Linked DNA regions of Mus musculus: region 1 is linked to region 2. The links are chromatin contacts, called in public Hi-C maps. All regions are on one chromosome and are shown on one strand. Each heading gives the region's core, a stretch centred on a gene start, on an enhancer-like site or on the middle of the called end of the contact. The rest is flanking DNA. Distances are from core to core; before and after follow the strand shown. Region 1 holds the start of Fam166b (family with sequence similarity 166, member B). Region 2 overlaps Tln1 (talin 1).

Region 1 (3,219 bases), core at 570-3,069, 120 kb before region 2:
AAAAGCCAGTTGCGTCGACCCTCCAAACTGCCCTTTAAAATCTGCTCCCAACTCCCCACTGAACTGCCTCAGAGTTTCCTCTCTAAAGCTAAATCCCAGGGTCGGACATCTCTCCGTGTCTGTTAATTCCCGTTGCCAAAGCACCCCCCACCCGCACACACACCGCAGTTCCCGGAGCCCCTCACGGGCTCTTCTAACCTGGCACGTAGCCTCCGTAGTGAGGTAGGAGACCCAGATTCTGAAACGTGGGCCTGGGAAGTGGGGAGAGAGGTTTGGGGTCCTTGTGCGCCCGGCCCCGTGAGCACATCTGCCCAAATTCCTGCAATGCCTGGTTGGTAAGCACAGGGAAGCTGGAGCCAAAGAGGAAGCGGGCACGGGGCACATAGCCCGTGAAACCTGGGGGTGGGGGAGATGCTGAGTCAAGACGTCCTGCGGTCTCCCCTCGCCTTTGGTTGCTACCCACTTCCTCTCACCTGACATGAAGAACTTGTGGGGATCTGTATCATCCATGGAGTAGGGGGAAGCCTGATGAGAGAAGTCAATGAAAGAAAAAGAATTAAGTTCAGGCACCCCGCAGACAGCTGGCAGCCATGCCCCACGGTGCCCCCAGGCAAAGCACGAGCGCCCACCCCCACCCCACCTGCCTGCCCCATCTCACATGTGCCAACTCCTGCTTCAGCGGTGGCTCCTCTGCCTCCCGCAGCTGGTCTTCTTCCACTTCTCTCTCTCCCTTGGCTCCGTCTGGCAGTTGATGGCTCTCTTGCTCCCCGTGCCTTCGTGTAAATTCACTCATAGCTTCAGCCCAAACCTGGTTGCAGTTCTTGGCAAAAATGAACTGTGCCCGTGGTATAAAACCTGACGGAGAAGATGTGTTAGTTCACGGCACGTTCTCTTCGAAGGGGACACCCATTCAGACCTCTATACAGACCTGTATACCCAGGGATTATGCTGGAGCTGAGCCTTTCATGCCCGCGCCTGGGAGGCAGCCTCCCCTTGGAGATCACAGGAGATCTTGGAGACTGGATGGGAGGCAGAAGTGTGCGGTGGGCAGGAGGCCAGGCTAGACCAGGAGGGCCTCGGAGTAGCTGACCAGTCACCTGCCCATAGGTCTGGCCCATGCTGAACCGAAGTAGCGGGCAGTGTCCGGTGTACCTGCAGCACAGGATCCATCCCATAGCTCTGAGTTGGACCCTACACCACCATCCTGACACAGGCAGGAAAGCCCCGCTTTGGTGTGCACTTGCAGCAAGTGCTTGTGTGTTTATTTTTACACGGGGTCTCACTCTCTAGCCTAGGCTGACCAAACACCTTTGATCCTTCTACATCCCCGCCCCATGCTTGGCTCACACGGGTCCAACCACTCCTGCCCCAGCTTGAGTCTGGAGGTCTTTATTTCTGTTCTTTGTCTCTTTTACCTACTGGGGACAGGACCTAGTGCCTTGTGTTCTAGGCAATCATTAAATCACTGAAGCGACTACATCCCCAGCCCTCTGCCTGGGTGTCCAGTCCTTCCTGCTTTTACCCTGTTTCCGTGGGGACCACAACACAAAGCTTTGTTAGACCTGGCTCTCACAGCCGCTAGATTCCCCTTTCCATACCATACCATTGACACACCCCAGTTCTCATCTTGACCCCAGTGTCTGTGAACTGGCTCCTAGATCCCAATCCCCATTCCCAGAAGCAAGCAGGGGAGTGCTCTGGGAGGAGTCTTACCCTGGAATATAATGCGGATTCTCGCCGCTGAGCCCTGGGATGGAAGTGTTGACCACAGCCATGGGAACTGGCGCAGTTCCTTTTATTTCCCTTCCAGGAGGGACTCTGGGCCCTGTGTACTGTGTCCAGGGCTATGGGGCAGGAGGGAGGGGGCGGGGCCGAGAGTTGGCGAATGAAGGCCCACCCCCCACTCCCTGGAGTGGGGATTGCTGGGGTAAAGCCAGCAGAGGTGGTGGAGAGGAGCTTCCTGGTCTTCCCGGAGTGGGTGCCGCTCTGTCACTTGGAAAAGGGCAGAGGCTGAGGGGAACAGCTGCGAAAGCCTCTGGGTGGAAGGCAAGAGGATGAGGCCAGCCTGGTCTACAGAGTGAGTTCCAGGACAGCCAGGGCTACACAGAGAAACCCTGTCTCGAGAAACAGAAAGAGAGAGAGAGAGAGAGAGAGAGAGAGAGAGAGAGAGAGAGAGAGAGAGAGAGAGAGAGAGAGAGAGAGAGAGAGAGAGAAAGAGAGAGAAAGAGAGGGAAAGAAAGAGGGAAAGGGAAAGAAAAAGAAACAGATAATTGCATTAATGCAAGGATTATTTACTGGATAGCTGCTATACTCCAAATCATCCACTCATTAATAACGTCTTGCTCGGCTCAACACCCTAAGGATGGCAGAACGTACTATGCGGAAGGAAGGTCCACAAGCCTCTGGCTAAGACTGAGCCGCTGGCCTCATGTGCAGCTGCGGATGATACTGTTTACCCTGACTGCCCTGGCGCCCAAATTAATGTACCAACGTCCTGGAGCTGGAAACAGAGGCCCCACACAGGCAGGGCAAGTCCTCTACCACCCAAGTGTATCCCCCAGGACATAAAGATATTAGCTCAGAAGAATGTGAAGCCAGAATTGTGGGGTGGGGGCAAGAACTGGGGCATGAGGCCCGGCAGGCTTTGACACCTATCTGAGGGCCTCATCCTCTTGGAGGAGGTAGGTACCTTAACTTTCTCTGGCCCCAACTTCTCCAAACTCCAGTGAGAAAGTTAAAATACCTGAGCTTACCAAGACTCTGAGGGTCAGCGGTCTCGAGAAGGTAGGTGAAAGGAGTGGTGACTAAGGCCTCACGAGGATGCCTCGGCTTCTGACACAGGGAATGTGGGTGAGTGGTAACCCTGTGAGGAGTCGGGGGTGTGCTCCCACTCAGAGGGTTCAGGGAAGGAGAGTCATGTAAGGATAAAGGATTAAGACCAGCAGGCAAGCCAACTTTACTTTTTTAAACAAAGCAAAGTTTTTAACAGTCTAGATTGTGAGCCTGGGCTTCTGGCACTCTTGTAGCTAGGAGGGGCCCTGTGGAATAGCCTTAGCTCCTCAGAAGGAGACACACAAGAGGAGAGGAGGTTGCTTTCTGGCTCGAAATGGCCCTCTATGTGATGATGGAACACTTGAGCAGACACCTTGAACCCTTGAGAACACTTCCCAGGGACAAACATCAGGGTGGACTAGATGGATGAGAGACTGAGCAGCTGAA
Region 2 (3,196 bases), core at 573-3,072:
GGAACCCTCCTTCTCACTGCTCCACACTCCCGCACACCCCTTGGAGGCTTACCTTACAGCTCTGCACCAGTAGGGGCTGGGGGCCCGCAGAGGCCTTGGGGGCAGAGGCTGCATGTTGGGCTGCAGCAATGGTCTGTGTTGCAGAGGCTGCAGCTTGCTTGGCTGCATGCTGGGAGGACAGAGGAATGAGAAGGCCAGGCATTCCCAGGCCCTCACTACACCCTAAGGCAACCATCCATCCCTGGCACCCCTCCCACTGTATCCACCATTTATCCTTCCAGACCCTGCCCAGATCCCCAGCCTCACCTCCAGGCGCTGCACCAACTTCTTCTTGATGGCGTTCTGCGCAGCTGCATTGGTGGCCATGCGAAGCCCCTCAGCTGCTTCACGCAGTCGCTGCTGCTGTTCCTCACTGTCAGGGTGGGCGGCTGCTCCCTGAGAGGAGCGTCATCCACCATCACTTTGATTCAAATACACTCTTTTCTCAATCCTCTAAGTCCAGTTTAAAACTCATTTGTTTTCCTGATCTAATTTCGAATTACCTTCACTGAGGCTTTAACTGCTGAGAGCTGAAAACTGTTTCAGAAAGGACAGGTTGTGGGGTCCCCGGGTACCTCATTGCCACTAGGATGTGAATCTTTCACTGGAACTACGCCTGTCCTACAGAACTCTCCGTGTGATTAACTCAGTGTGAGCAGGCAGGCCTGGGGAGGGGAAGACTCTCTGGAGAAGGGACCTCAGGAATCTGTAGCAGTTGCAAAGCCCAGGGGACCTTTGGCGGGTGGTCCCCTCTGATGGTCTTTACACCTGGGGTGTCAATGTCTAATGTGATCCTATTCTGTATGGCTAGTGGAGACCTCTAAACCAAAAGGCTCTCTGCCTTCACAGGGTACCAAGAACAGAGAGCAAGCAGATGTGGCAGCAACCCAAGGAAAGTGGGGACAGCAGACCTTCAACATGAAAGAAGAATGCGGACCCCCATGGTCAGAGTGCACTGTGAGAGTCAGTCACATGGCTATATGCTTGGCTGGTGGCCGACCTGCAGGCTGGGAGCCAGGACCTTCCTGGCAGTTTCCTTATCTATTCTCTTCTACTTTCTGCTTTCCTGGGGTGGGTCATCCCATCAGACAAGGCCCTAGCTGGCCCTCTCCACTCCCACCTCCCCTTCAGGGTCTGTAGAGAAACCGACTTTGTACCTTGGCCGCCTCCACCATCTTGGCGGTGGCATCAGCGAGGATCTTGGCAGCACTCAGGAGCTTTCTAGAGTTCTCCAGATCACTCTCCCCCTCAGCATCGGCCTTGATAGCATTGACCAGGTCTGAGGTGGCTTGGGCCAGGATGCGGGCCTGGCGCACCATCTCCCCTAGAACACAGGAGAGCCGCAGGTAAGAAAGCCAGAGACACTGACAGAGGATAGGGAGGAGGGTGAGTGGGCTTTCCGGAACAGAGAAGAGACTGGCAAAGGTCTCAAACGATTTCCCCTGAGGTCCAGGTTCCTGGGTTAAGATCTCAGGACAGATCTCCCGGTGAGGTCCCATGAGAGGAAGGGCCAGTTTCCAGCTAGTATTTCTAGTGCATGTCTTGAGAGGATGAGGCAGTCTCCTTTGAGTGGTTCGGGGTAGGAAGCTGAAGTGGAGAGGCTAATTTCCCCGTCTCCTTCCCTGTTTACAAGCCTAGCTAGCTCTTAACCATGCACCTTGCCACCTACTACTGCGCATAAACTTGGTCTCTTTTTAAAGTGCGCCAAGGAAACAGAACAAGGCTTATACTTCTGCTTTACCAATGGGGAAGTGGAGGCTTTAGACTGACCAATGAGCCCAGAGGGACAGAGCTAGAAAGGCCACTGTGCTGATCCTCAGAGGCTGGGTGGCTGGATCTATAAGGTATGCCCATGGGTGTGGGGGACCCATGCCGGGGCTTTTGTTTCCCCGGAGGCGAGTACTCTTACCAGCATCACCCATGGAGCTGAAGATGTTTTCAGTGACGGTGAGGATGGTATCAGTGGCTTGGTCATACCGACCGGCAGGCCCAGCTCCGGTGGCGTGGGCCTTCACGTGCTGCAGCAGCTCATTGAGGGCCTGGGTGACAGCCGTGGCTGCTGCTCCTACCCCTCGAAGCAGCTGTCCATCTTCTGTAGCTGCTTGCGAGGCAGACACACAGCCCTCCACAGCTTTGGCCACCAGTCGCCCAGCCTCGACTAGCTGTTCTTGGCACACAGGTGAGCTGATTGTAGGTGCTACCACCTATGAGAAAAGAATTTCAGACATGCAGGCAACAGAGGAGCTGTGAGATGGGTCTCTGCAGTTTTCCTGGTAGTCACTGGGGTGGTGCTGAGGCCCCAGGAGTCAGAGATAGAATGAGAGGTTTGTGTACATATGCTGGTAATATTATTCAGAGGCAGGGGATACCGCAAATCTGGGCTCACCTTGGTACAGGCCACCAGCTGGGAAGTGGACAGAGCACATTGCGTAGCTGCAGCAATCACTTGGGTCTGAAGCCCGGAATCCTCTGTGCGCTGGGCCACACTCTTGGCCTTGAGGACCAGGGCGGCTGCAGCACTTGCCACTGCCTTTGCTAGCTGCATTAGAACATCCTGAGGGCAAGAAAGTGGCCAGTGAGACCTGAGACTGAACTTAGATAGAACCCACGGACACTTCTCACAGGCGTAAGCGGCTTCATTATTCCCGCTGATTCCAATCAGAGGACAGTATACGCACAAGCATTTAGAACCTATCCCAAGCCCCTCTACCTTGAGCACCCAGAAGGAGAGACGCTCACCGAGAACAAACCCTCACCAACAGAAACAGAATCTATACCAAAGGGAGAGAGGCATGAGGCGGATACACTCGGACAGTGATGGGGAGGGAGGAGCAGGCGGTACACTGGATGGGCATTTCCTATCTCCATGCTACTCAATCTCAGGGTGCAAGGAGTCATCTGCAGGTTTGGGAGCGAGACCCTGTCCTACCCTATCTGATTTCTTTTCTTCAACCCTGTCAGTCTAGGCCTCCCCATCTCCCATCATGTCTGTTCCCCTGGGAGGGTGAGGAAGAGGCGTGGAAGCGAGTGTATGCGGCTCAGAGAAGACCAAGCTGGGAAGGCCCAGGCCAGAGACCGTTACCGTAGGGGAATCGGGGGAAGATGGAGCCCCAGCCCCTCTGGGTACACACATCTGTATGGAAATCCAGGGTGAAAA

Evidence for each region. A called contact is a pair of places that touch in the nucleus more often than the background predicts.
Region 1: a Hi-C map of bone marrow-derived macrophages shows a contact between it and region 2, with 29 read pairs. The contact joins the promoter of Fam166b here to the enhancer-like site in region 2. A contact is called at or near these places in 17 of 39 promoter capture datasets (the C10 cell line, the HPC-7 cell line, HPC-7-derived erythroid cells and 12 more), 37 of 484 Hi-C or Micro-C datasets (the 63-12 cell line, B cells, the C10 cell line and 28 more), 8 of 115 datasets of contacts at active chromatin or transcription factors (the HPC-7 cell line, T-cell acute lymphoblastic leukemia, astrocytes and 4 more) and 4 of 9 other capture datasets (adipose tissue, liver, macrophages and 1 more).

Annotation. Positions count from the first base shown.
Region 1 is chr4:43,427,315-43,430,533 of GRCm38.p6, forward strand. Fam166b (family with sequence similarity 166, member B) reads right to left here and starts at 1,820. Exons shown (of 6, transcript NM_001369077.1): 1 at 1,714-1,820; 2 at 929-1,152; 3 at 659-855; 4 at 474-525; 5 at 199-396. The coding sequence starts at 1,775.
Region 2 is chr4:43,545,554-43,548,749 of GRCm38.p6, forward strand. Tln1 (talin 1) reads right to left here. Exons shown (of 57, transcript NM_011602.5): 18 at 2,426-2,593; 19 at 1,949-2,243; 20 at 1,197-1,363; 21 at 307-435; 22 at 53-169. Among named protein-coding and RNA genes, the nearest start is that of Tln1, 15 kb to the right of the region's middle. Within about 2 kb of position 1,823, at least 8 of the 459 cell types and tissues checked have an H3K27ac peak or open chromatin away from gene starts, as enhancers often do. A contact at or near this core is called in bone marrow-derived macrophages and microglia, where this site is marked.